Linked DNA regions of Gossypium hirsutum: regions 1 and 3 are each linked to region 2. The links are chromatin contacts, called in public Hi-C maps. All regions are on one chromosome and are shown on one strand. Each heading gives the region's core, a stretch centred on a gene start, on an enhancer-like site or on the middle of the called end of the contact. The rest is flanking DNA. Distances are from core to core; before and after follow the strand shown. Region 1 holds the start of LOC107952721 (glutathionyl-hydroquinone reductase YqjG). Region 2 holds the start of LOC107952887 (piriformospora indica-insensitive protein 2). Region 3 holds the start of LOC107952882 (long-chain-alcohol oxidase FAO2).

Region 1 (4,124 bases), core at 413-2,912, 480 kb before region 2:
CCAGAAAGTTGCAAGTGGCGGCTACCTTCGGAATCTGATAAGAAGCACAACATTACAGTTCTACGTACTGCAGATTTTAAATCAGAAAACCTTAACAAAAACAGAATCCTAATCGATGCTATTCTTCGCCCCTAAACAGACTTATAGTGAGTGATACAAGATGCTCTACACAAGCATTACCAACTAAATTCACTGCCCAAATATGGAGAAACAACAAGGTCTTCTAGGCCAAGTTAAGCTAAAGCAGAAGTAGAAATGAAAATGATCTACATTTCATAACTGAGGATTTTTTTGAACTGCCAAGCAACCTAAAATCACCTTATTCTTTCACATTAACTTGCGGCTTGAGCTTAGTTGGAGTGGTTAAAGTGCAGTGGGTTCGAAAATTTAGACATATATGTATATGATTGTTTACAGCTATGATCTGAACAATTTCATAACATTTAACCATGCGGTACCTGATAAACATCGCGCATGTAAGCGTGAAGGTTGGTATACTCGAGCAGCTTTTTCTTCGTACATTTGAACAAAACATTATAGACAAGATCAAACCTAATCAATGTAGTAAACAAGCAAATATCCGCAAGAGTCAATCTGTCTCCACACAAGTAGCGTGAACTACCCAAGTGATCATCGATCCTAGCCAATGTACTAAACAAACCACTCACCGCAACATCATATGCCTCTTGGCTTTGAGCAAATCCACATCTACAACATCATCCAAATCATACTCAAACAAACTAGGGTAATTTATGCAACCATAGAAGTTTTAAACGTTAAAAGTAATTTTATCAAGCAAAGTTTTCAAAATTTCTTTTTACCTGTAAACTCCATTGTTAACATTGGGGTAAATCACCCGATTCCACTCTTCAATCTCCTCTTTCAGCTCCAAAGGGGAGAGATCCAAACCAGGGTGCTGGGCCAACTCGTTTAGACCCGAATTGAAGAACTCAATAATATCATAGCTCTCATTGCAAACTACTTCTTTCTTCTCTACATCCCACAGCATTGGCACCGTGGCCCGCCCATCATACCCGCCTTTTCTTAGCCTATAAACTTCCTTCAAATTCCGGCACCTATTTACCCTATCCATGGTAGGAACCAGGATATCATTGTCCTTGTCGGGGACATCTTTGAATTCCCAAGAGCCGTCGAGACCGTGGCCTGCGACGGAGACGGGGACGGCTTCTTCGAGGCCCTTGAGGGCACGGACGATTAGGGTCCGGTGGGCCCATGGACAGGGGAGGCCCACGTAGAGGTGAAGTTTGGTGGTTGCGGCGGTTGGGTTGAGGCGGAATTTTGAGGGAGGCCTGGTGTAAGCGCCGGAGGGATCGGAGGGAGCCAGTTGGGACATCATGATCTGCCACGTGGAAGTCCATGCTGTACGGACGGTTGAGATTAGAATTCCAGGAGGGAGGGATGCGCCCCAGAGCAGCTGGGAGACGTTTTTTATTAGACTGAAACCATTTGTGCTACCGCTGTTGTTATTAGTAGCGCTGTCGTTCAAGAACATTCTAGGGCTGACGTGGGATGCCAATTTTAAGGTAGTTTTGGGTGGAGAGTGCAACAGCAGGTGAGAGCTGGGCAGCGAAATGCAATGCATTGCTTTGTTTCTTTATTAAGTTCTGCAACTGTTTTCATTATTTTTATTTTTATTTATAATTATCTTTTTAGAGGAAGAACGGAGGAGAGGATATCATTCTCGGCTCGATCTCCTTTAAATAAAACGCTGCGTTTTGGTTTAAGAAAGTGAAAACCTGAATCAGTGTAGCCAAATAGTCCAAAAATCTCAAGTAAAGCCCTAGGCCAGCGTATATAATGAAGCAGCAGCCCTTTCTCAAGAAAACAGATATTTGCAAACGGCGGAGCGGATCAGAGCCGTTCAAGAATGTCGAAGCGAGGTAAACATTTTTCCTTCATTTTCTCTCACTTTCCGATTCTCCAACCAACACCCTCGCTGGTCTCGACGTTTATTTTTCTTTTCATTTGCAACAGGAAGGGGAGGTAGTGCGGGGACAAGTTCAGGATGTCACTGGGTTTGCCGGTGGCAGCGACGGTGAACTGCGCAGACAACACGGGAGCGAAGAACCTCTACATCATTTCTGTGAAAGGAATCAAAGGTCGTCTCAACAGGCTTCCATCGGCTTGTGTCGGCGACATGGTCATGGCTACCGTCAAGAAAGGAAAGCCAGATTTGAGGAAGAAGGTGTTGCCAGCTGTCATCGTCCGACAGCGGAAGCCTTGGCGTAGAAAGGATGGCGTCTACATGTACTTCGAAGGTCCAAACATTTCCTCTTGTCTCTTCCTTTTTTTTCTTCATCTTTGTTGCTTCGTTTGATAATGGGGTAGCTGGTTTCAATCGTTGGTTACTCTTAATGAGAAGCATAGAATTATGGGAATTTGCCAGTTCTAAACAGCATGATGTTGTTTATCTATTGCATTGTGTTACCTGTCTGCTGGTATATTTGATATAGTTATTACTTATTACATATTACTATTATTTATTTGCCTTACCTTTCAAAATGTAATTTGGGTTTATTATCTGTTTACAGATAATGCTGGTGTCATTGTCAACCCCAAAGGCGAAATGAAAGGTAAACCAACTCACTTCATCGTGTTCATTATATCTAGTTATAAATTACAAGTTTTCAACGAGTACTTGTGGGGCTCTAAACTTCAGATGTTTATCTTGTTCTTATCGCTTTTTAAATGTTCCTTTTCCTGTTTGCTATGGTTCTATTGCTCTTGCCTTGTTAGAATTGAGATCAAGTGAAGATTCCTGAAATTTTGCTATTGGTAATACCATAATTCTGAAACGAACACGCCTTTGTGCCTATTCTAATTTCTGCCCTTAGTAAAAATTATGTTACATCTGGGTGTGGTTGAGAGTGATGTATAAAGGCGTGTGTCCAATATTGATAGTGGGAAGAAACATAGGTTAGTGCAATACTTAAGAAAAATCAGTTGTCTTTTGTTGGCTTGTTACGCTATTCATCTGTAGCTAAGTGGCAGAAAGTGTTACTTTGTTGGATTGGTATTTGGAACTTACTGGTGCACATTGATTTGGTGTTTTCAGGATCTGCTATCACTGGCCCCATTGGAAAGGAATGTGCTGATCTGTGGCCTAGAATTGCAAGTGCTGCCAATGCTATTGTTTGAAAGATTTTCACGGTTTTTGTTTGACATTGTAGTTTTAATGTCATCTTTCTATTACTTATAACATGTTTCTGAGAGGTTTTGGCGAAACGGTAGTGACCCTGTAAACTTATTTTCTTATATCTAGTTGTCTAAAAACTCATTTTTAATTATTTTCTGTACATGCTTTATTTATGTTTTTAAGCGTAAGCAAGGCGACTGATCCCTCTCAATGATATCTAGCCACGTTGATCTTGTTGCAGTCCATGGTAAAAAGAACTCACCCATTGTGACTGCATGATACCCTATAGGAAGCTCATCGAACTTCAGTTATAACACATTACCAGCTTCTTCACATTCCCAGGGAAATATTCAATAGAATCTACCAAACAGCCAGACCTTGAATACATGCAAATTGATGTGCTTATTGTTGCCGACTGTGAAACAATAACTTTAATAACATCCTGGATCAGGATGTTACTGAGGATAAATCTTGATATTGTACATGATCTAATGTTAAATGTTATGAATTTTTTATTTGTACAATTTTAAAAATTGAATTTTTTTTTGATTTAATTTTCATAAATTGTTAATATCATCCATATATAAAATAATGAATTGATACATTTAAATCAATATTAAAGATTACAATTATTCACGTTGTTATTATTATTATTATTTTCTTTAAAAAATGGCACCCAATAAAAGTTTGTGATATAATATAAATATCGCCTGATGCTTTTTAGGTTTTGATTGTGCTGTTAAAATTGAGGATTTGAAAATTTGAGTTAATGTTTGTAATAATTGATTTTGATTAGAAAAAATAAAGCCCGTTTTTAAGAGAAATGAAGTTTTGAGGTATGCTACCTAGAAATGAGAGGTGGGTTTGCTTGCAGTCGAGTAAGGAGCCTTCTCAAAGGCTCGTTTTGTGAGGCCTCCTCGGAGCGGACAAACGTAACACCCGATCCTTGCGACAAAGACCCGACTGG
Region 2 (4,194 bases), core at 438-2,937:
GGTTGTTCCCAAACTATTTTTAGGGCCCCATAAGCTCATTTTAAGGCCCGTAAATGTTATTTTTCTATGAATGAAATGTATATTTGAATGTTGTTATTTAAATTAATAAATCAATAGTTTAGTGAAGTAAATTGTTTTGATATGTGACGTCAAACTCTGTAACCCTAATTCGGCGTGGAGATGGATTAGGTGTGTTACATTAAATCTTAAATAGAAGGATAAAATGTATTTGAATGTACTTGAACTTATGTCCTCCTGTATTGACAACAATATTAATACCAACTAAATTAATGTTTTCATAAGGTAATGTTTGAAAGTGATAATAGCCTAGTAGTAAGGATGATTAACGACAAAGAGATGATGCTAGTAGCTTAGCTCTCGTTGTAAATATGAAGGGAGACAATGGGAAATCAAGTTTAATCATGTTTATAGGGAAGCTAATCCCACACCGGGCTACATGGCTACTTCAGCTGCAAATGATGATCTGGGGTTGTACAAGGCAGTAGGATGATTTTTTTTCCACAACGTTATTCAAATTTAAATTATTTTTAGAAAAGAAGTTCATTACATTAGGAAAAATATGGGGATTAATTTTAATAAATAAGAAATAATTGAGTGTGAGAGTCAAATGAATCGAAAGATTCATGTTTAGTTTGGGAAGGAATCATAGAATTTTTTTAAATAAAAAATGAATGGAAAGACAATCTACTTTTATTAAGTGATTTATTGGATAATAAAAATGAGAGGATCTTGAATACTATTCGAAATTTAGAAGAACTATGCAAGAGGCTATTGAACGGTTGAAAAAGGCTTGACCTGCTTACGAAAAGTAGAAATGGAGGCGGATCAGTTTCGAGTGAATGTATATTCTGAGATAGAATGGGAAAATTTGAATTTGATTAATTCAACTTAAAAGATTTTGGAACAATTAGAAATTAAAAAAATAAAACTAATTATTTTGAACAACAAAGAGCAATTAATCAAGTCCTACAACGGGTTTTTCAACAAGCTTTACAAAGAGCTCTATGAACTCTGAATAGTTTTTTAAACGAGTTACATTTATGCACCTTTGGTACTAATATTGACTTATTTGAGTGATGAAAAAAACAACTGATAAACTTTTTTTTTTTACTTTTTACTTTCTTGAAGCAGAATTCTTATTTATTTGCTGGAAATAATACATAATCGCAATTGTATTCTTTTGAGTTTTTATTTAGTTATAAATATATATATATAGTAAGGCTTAAGCCTCTTTTCTGTACCCAAAAGAAATTATTAAAGAAATGGGATTGAATTTTAATTTTTAGTGAAAATATAATATATTTTTATTTTCTTTTCCGCCATAATAAAAAGATTAAATTAAAACTAACCAAAATTTGAGTAAAAATACAAACCATAAAACATCTAAATCTAAAGAACAATTTCCTAAAGAAGAAATAAAAATGTAAAATTTACACCTCAATACAAAGCAAAAAGAAGAGTAAAAACAAAACAACAAGGGAAATAAAAAATAAAAGGTAGCAACAACTATGAATATTCGTGACAAACACTGAAATGCTACTTCAAATAATTCTCGTCTTCCTGCTCAATTCAATTTTATCAGATTTTTTCTTCTCTAAATGCTCTCAGATGGGATTGGAATTCGACTTAAAGTGGTAGATAAAATTGAATCAACAAAGAATCTGAAAGGCATAAAATTGAAAAGCACTTCTGTTCAAAGGCATTTCTACATTTTATATTCATTTATTTTACCTTTAAATAAATCTATTTCAACCATGTTTACTCCCAACTTTATTCAAATATTTGAGAGAAGAAGCCCATTTTCACTTACGGCCTCAAAACACCTTTGGTGAATATTTGGTCGTAATTTTGTTATTAAAAACAGCAGGTAAGAACTTAAAATAAAAAATTACTGTTGACTTACCTGGAAATTGGGGACTTCGCATGCACGGCCATTTCCGGAAAGGATCCCCTTCCGTACAAAAGACACGAGTCCTTGTCTTAAGCCACTGTAATATGGACACGTAGCACCATGCATGCCTCGTTCCCTTTCAGTTAAATGTCGCTTTCACGAAACATGTTTTGAGACAGTAAGTCGGCGGCTGCGGCGCTTCACTATTGGCTTCCCCCGGCTACCTTTGCTCCGCAGGTTTTTCTGTCGGCTATCCTTTTTCACCATTACCGGAGTTAAAACCAAAGCTCTCCAACCGATCGACGCTTTCATTAACGCCACTGCAGGGCTGGAATGGAACTCATATACCCAAAGAAAAAGATGCTCTTGTTTTGCATTTCGATCCAACACTTGAAAAGTTGCATTTACTACCATTAAGGATTTATCTTTTTGTTTACTTGAGCATAATTGGGGTTAAAATTTTACAAAAGGTAAAAAGAAGAAATTTTGAAGTTAGGTTGGTCAGAGATTCAGAGGGTCAGAGCTAGGTTGTTTTGGGTGTTGGCAGAGCCAGTCTACAGTCTACACACTACAGTCCAAGACCAAGGGGGCCAAGTCCTCCACAATATATGCAATGGCAAGTGCCAATAAACCAAAAAACAAAATCCCCTTCTTTTCGCTTCCATCCCAACCAACCTAACATCCCCCCCCCCCCAAACAACACTGCTTGGTTTTCTATCTCTTTTTTATCTTCCACTCCCAGTGAGAAAACCATGACTGTTGTTTCTATTTTCAAGCTGGCTCTTTTCTTCACGCTTACATCCACTCTAGTTACTATTTCATTGCAGCAGGAACAACCTCTCCTCCTCAACTCGGCTGAGCAGGACTCAGTTTACCAAGTTCTCTCCTCCATCAACTCAGCCACCAATTGGCGGACTCTCTTCCCTGACGACCTCTGCTCTTACCCTCCTCACGGTGTTGTTTGTGATTATTTCACCGACCCAACAACGAAGAACGTTACGGTCCATGTCACGGAACTGAGTTTCGGGTACGTTTCCGATTTTACACCAAACCCATCTTGCTCTCCAAACTCCACTTTCAGCCCTCTCCTCTTCACTTCCTTCAAACATCTACGCAAACTTTTCTTCTACCAATGCTTCACCCAAACCCAAGCTTTTGTCCCCGATATCCCCACAACTTTCGGCTCCTCTCTTGAAGAGCTTGTGTTTATAAACAACCGAGCTTTTGTTGGTCCTCTCAGTAGCATCACCGGAAATTTCACAAGTTTGAGGAGGTTGGTTTTGTCCGGAAATGGAATTCATGGAGCTATCCCAAATGCAATCGGTGATTTGGCTAACATTGAAGAGATAACACTGTCGAGAAACAAGCTTAGTGGAAAGGTTTCTGTTAATCTGTCTAAGCTAAAGAAGCTGAAAATTCTCGACTTGAGCGGCAATGGATTCCATGGAAATGTGCCTTCTTCTGTAGGTAATCTTACTCACCTTTTGAAGCTGGACTTGAGTTCAAATGGGTTTTCTGGTAAAATCCCAGAGAGCTTGAGCAACTTACAAGCTCTGGATTTCTTGGATTTGAGTTTTAACCGTTTTGGAAACTTCGGGGTTCCTTTGTTTCTTGCTGCAATGACCAGATTGAAGGAGGTGCATTTGAGTGGGAATTTACTAGGAGGGGAGATTCCTGAAATTTGGGGCAATCTAGGGGGTATTTTGGGGATAGGATTTTCAAACATGGGATTGGTTGGTGAAATCCCAGCTTCCATGGGGTTGCATTTGAGGAACTTATGCTATCTAGGCCTTGATAACAACAAGCTTAACGGGAAAGTACCTGAGGAGTTTGGGTTTCTGGAGTTTGTGAATGAAATCAATTTGGAAAACAACAATCTAAGTGGGAGACTTCCCTTTTCTGCTAACTTCACTGCTAAATTTGGTGAAAAGTTAAGGTTAAAAGGCAATCCAGAACTGTGCGTTGATGAGAAATTGAGCCATCGTGAAAGCGTTGGCGAACTGAAGAAATGCAGCAAGCCGGAGATTCCCAATCCAGTCCTCTTCATTGGGGTTTCTCATTCTGGGCTGTTATCATCTTCATCTTCTTTCCTTGTTTTATTGCTGTTTTGGGGTCTCTGGATACTTTTGGCTTGATTGATTATCATCAAAGCGCATGGAAAAAAGATACTAATAGTTCTTACAGAAACAACAAGTTAATACTGGCTAAAACTAATAGAAATATTTGGCAAGTTTAATTTAGTAGTAGCACTGTATTTCAGTAGGTAAAATTATGGAATTACC
Region 3 (4,492 bases), core at 298-2,797, 320 kb before region 2:
TTTCTTTATTTGAGCAAATAGTATTTTCAGTTTTGATTCTTGAACCCATTTTAAGGCATATATTAGCCAATCTGGATTAATAAAAACAATTTAATAATTATTAAATGCGTTCGTAAAGGAGAGGATAATATTACATTATATTATATTGGGTAAATTGGGTAGATTACTCAATTAGTCACTAAATTATAGATAAGTTTTCATTTTAGTCGCTTAACTAAAAAAGTAATGTTTTGATCACTAAATTATTTAAAAATTTTCATTTAAGTCATTAGACTATTAAAATCGATATTATATATATATTTTACTACATACACCTATGTAAAGCTCCCCTTTCATTTCTCTTCTACAGTTTAGTTATTTTTAATAAACAATATTAGATGACACGAATCTGCAAATTAAAGTTCAAATAATTTTTTTTTATTTTTGATATTGACCGTTAAATTGATTTGGATTTAAGATTTATATTCTTTTATTCGTTGATAGTATATTGATTCACCATACTAATAGTTAAATCATCACTTGAAGTTTACTAATGAAATTTTAAAAGGAAAAAACTTAATAATTTAGTGATTTATATAAAACTTTTTAATAGTTTAATGATTTGAATGAATTTTTTTAAATAATTTAGTGATAAATTGTAAGTTTTTTAGTTAGAAGATAGGAGGAAGATGGATGAGGAAAAATTAATAGAAAAGGTAAAGAGTTTACCATGGAGAAAAAGATGAACAAGCAGTAAGTTTTGATCAATGCAAAAACAGCTCTTAGAGGTAAGCGATGATGGCCATTGCTTGACCATTTCATTAGTATTTTTTCTCTTCTCTCCACTGGCAGTTCCGAAAACTTGTGAATGAATGGCCATTTCCAGTCACAGCAATCCCACCCGCAAAGCAACAATGCGCCCAATCTAAACGATATAACTGCCAATACTACTTTCACAAACGAGAGTACCCTGGGTTCAACCACCCTCTTCACCATCATCTCTGCTACCTGTTTATTTTAAAACAATTCCCCATTACCAAGTATATGCACGTACAAAACTGTTCAATTAGCTAATTACAACAAGAGTTGAAGGAATGAAGATTGGGATTTTGATTACCTCATCAGGAAGTGGAGGCTCAGCCCCAGAAGCTTTGTAGAAAGCATCAAGGGAAGAAGCCTGGTGGGCTGAATCAAGTGGGAGAGGAGGGATTAAAGCTTCACAGGTGGCAGCAAGTGATCGGATTTGAGCTGAAGAGAAACCATGGGTGTATGTAGTTTTTCTCCTACCCCCTCTCAGCAAAGGATGAGCATCACCGGTTTCATGGTTTCCGATTTCCATGGTGTTCTTTCTTAGCTAATCTTTTGCTTTGCTTCGCTGCTTTACGCAACCTTGAATGGTTTTTATAAAATAGGCCAGTAATCTACCCGTGCTCGATTCCCTGTTGGGTCATCATCAGAAAGAAGGCCGATTGAAAGAGGTCGTTTGTATTGTCTAAAATAAGAAAGAGGTCGGTTGTCTCACATGCGGTATGGGTGTTATCTAATCCTTCATTGACCTTTTCGTCTCATTTGTGGGGGTGTTTCTTTTCTATAAATAATTTTGTTGGAGGCTCAAATGATGTGATATTTTAAAAATGCAATTAATTTATTATCTAACTCTGGTTAAACAGTTTGGTTATGCTTTAATGATTGGGACCCAAGTGCAGTTTATTTTTATTATATGACACCGACAAGACAACAATCCTATATTTATCAAAAGGTAATAACTGAACTAGCGGCGCTTCTTGCTTATGATAAGCATTTACTAATAAAACCTTTTAAGTTAATAGCAAAATATTTTTATTGCTAGGCTTTCGTCTAATAAAGATTGGGAACAATATATACTCTTTTAGTTTTAAAAAATTATAGAAAATTTACTAACTTTTAAATTTTATTTTTCATACTAATATTTGGTAAAATAAATTACATTAATAATAATTTATAAAAATTTAATAAATTTAAAAACAAATTTATTAAGACCAACCAATTTTTGGTACTCTTTCATGTTTTTTTGGTACTTTCTCATAATTTTTGGTATTTTTTTATTTTTTTATATTTTCTCATTTTTTTAGCACTTCCTCACAGTTTTTTATATTTTCTCATATTTTTTTTTGTACTCCTCCATGGTTTTTAGGTAGAAAACTTGATGAGATCTTGGCAATTGGGAGGAGAGATTTAAGAAAGAAAGCTTAGGCTTTGTTGATAAGGGTAAATATGTAATGCCAAGTCCTACCGTCTTTGTTAAAACCTCTAGTCCAAAGGAAGTTGGTGAAAGCTCTAAGCCAATGCTATTCAAGACATTCAAGAAGATTGTTCATAAGGTGATTTGTCATTATTGAGGTGTTTTTGGTCATGTAAGACCTCATTGTTTTAAGATGTTGCATGATCTAACATGGAGGAATGCAGTGTGTAAGGAAGTGCCCACTCCCCGTGGCATATCAGTTGTGAGGAAGTAAAAATGAGTGTGGATGAAGGAGACTAAAAGTATGTTGGTTGCACATCGTTTTATGAAGTCAATTTTAGATGGAATATGGTACTTCGACAATGGCTATTTTCAGCATATGGCAGGTAACCAATCCTATTTGAATGATTTTGAAGATTCTCCTACTAGAAAGGTGACTTTTGAAGATGGGACGAAAGGTCGGATACTTAGTAAAAGCACTTTAAATGTCTTTGGTATGCCTCGATTAAAGAATATGTTTCTACTCAACTACCTCAAAGCTAATATGGTGAGCATCAGACAACTAAGTGATCAAGGTATACTTGTTAATTTCACTAAACATAAGTTTATTGTTACCACTATATCTAATGAAGTAATCATGGAGGGTGCTTGAACTTTCGACAATTGTTATAAAGTGATGCTATCGATTAATTGCATTACTGCTACTACCTTAAAATTGGAGCTATGGCATGAGAAGCTTGTCCATGACCATTTTGAATAGTTAGATATAAAACAATTTAGGGAATCCCAAAGCTTTCAAGAACTGTTCTTAAGGTGTGTAATAATTGTATGAAAGGTAAAAAACATTAAGAGAAGCATCAAAATATGGTTCATATCCATACCAAAGTTCCAATTGAGCTCTTGAACATTTATTTGTTTGGCTCTATGTAGATAGAAAGCTTAGGAGGGAAGAAATATGTGTTTGTTTGTGTGGACGACTTTTTAAGGTACGTCTAGGTTCAATTTTTTTTAAAGATAAATAAGATGTTTTTGATGAGTTTAAAAGATTGTGTAGGGAGTTGATGAATGAAAAAGGGAGAGCTATTGGTATGAAAAGGAGGATTCGTAGTGACCATGAGTGAGAATTTGAGAACGATGATTTTGCTGAGTTTTGTAATGAGGAGGGAATCAAACATGAGTTTTTTGCACCAAAGACACTCTATAAAAATGGTGTAGTGGATCGTAAGAACAAGCCTGTGCAAGAAATGGCCAGAGTAATGCTCAATAGTAAGGACATTTCACATTGGTTTTGGGCTAAGACAGCTAGCATTGTTACAGACCAAAGACTCATGTGACTCTATATGAGTGGTGGAAGAGGAAGAAGCCTACAGTCAAGTATTTCCATGTTTTTGAGAGTAATTGTTTCATTTTGAGAGGTGGAGAACACCAAGGTAAATTTGATTCTAAATCTAATGAGGAAATCTTCCTTAGCTATGCTAGCAACAATAAAACCTTTAAAGTGTACAATAAACACACTCAAAAGGTAATGAAGTCTTTCAACACGGTGGTTGATGATGTTAGAGTACATGAGATCAACAATGATGATAAGGATTGTAAAACTTTTGGTGATGTGCTTGAGGTAGTCCTCACTCCCCTTGGCACTGTGAAACTTGAAGAAAAGTCAAAAGCAAAAAGTCAAGGAGTTCAAGTTGTTGATTAGTCCAATGCTCATGATGGAATCATTCATGTAACAACCCGATTTAGGGCCTAGTCAGAATAGTGGTCTCGAGACCATAAATTCAGAGTTGAATAAATTATTTTATTATTATTTATAAATTTACAGTTGAATAAATTATTTTATTATTATTTTTGAGTCATTGCATGTTTATATTAGTGTATGAAAAATTTGGTGAGTTAATTTTGATGTTCGTGAGCTCAATTGAGAAAAATGACTAAATCGCATAAAATGCAAAAGTCATAAACTGATAGCTAAAAGTGTCAAATAGCTAGAGAATAAAAACTGAGGGCCTTTAAAGGGCAATTAGACCCTTAGAAATAGGGTGGCCGGTCATAGGGGACAATGAATTGAAAATTTTCAATGTTAGGTAATTGATTTTTAACTTTTTGACTAAAGTAGAAATAAAATAATCAAAGTATGATATCATCTCCTTCACCTCTCCTTCTTCACCGATTTTATAGGGCTTTTGGGAGCTTGAAATTTCAGCAACTTTAAGCCTTCACAAGTAAGTGTTTTTTATGGCTTTTCTTGAATATTTTTGTACTTTTGAGACCCTTGAAGCATGAGCTTTCAAA

Evidence for each region. Hi-C and Micro-C count contacts between places; a contact is called where the count stands out from the background.
Region 1: a contact with region 2 is called in a Hi-C map of leaf, with 3 times the contacts expected there. The contact joins the promoter of LOC107952721 here to the promoter of LOC107952887 in region 2. A contact is called at or near these places in 6 of 34 Hi-C or Micro-C datasets (leaf and petal).
Region 3: a Hi-C map of leaf shows a contact between it and region 2, with 5 times the contacts expected there. The contact joins the promoter of LOC107952882 here to the promoter of LOC107952887 in region 2. A contact is called at or near these places in 11 of 34 Hi-C or Micro-C datasets (callus, hypocotyl, leaf and 1 more).

The regions. Positions count from the first base shown.
Region 1 is chrA07:41,107,084-41,111,207 of Gossypium_hirsutum_v2.1, reverse strand. It overlaps LOC107952721 (glutathionyl-hydroquinone reductase YqjG), which reads right to left and starts at 1,662. Exons shown (of 4, transcript XM_016887883.2): 1 at 822-1,662; 2 at 459-708; 3 at 1-34. The coding sequence starts at 1,603. LOC121203930 (small nucleolar RNA snoR137) reads left to right here and starts at 2,325; the gene lies at 2,325-2,467. It also overlaps the pseudogene LOC107952723.
Region 2 is chrA07:40,622,268-40,626,461 of Gossypium_hirsutum_v2.1, reverse strand. It overlaps LOC107952887 (piriformospora indica-insensitive protein 2), which reads left to right and starts at 1,687. Exons shown (of 1, transcript XM_016888086.2): 1 at 1,687-4,194. The coding sequence starts at 2,521. The coding sequence ends at 4,047.
Region 3 is chrA07:40,941,187-40,945,678 of Gossypium_hirsutum_v2.1, reverse strand. LOC107952882 (long-chain-alcohol oxidase FAO2) reads right to left here and starts at 1,547. Exons shown (of 3, transcript XM_016888082.2): 1 at 1,097-1,547; 2 at 709-987. The coding sequence starts at 1,318.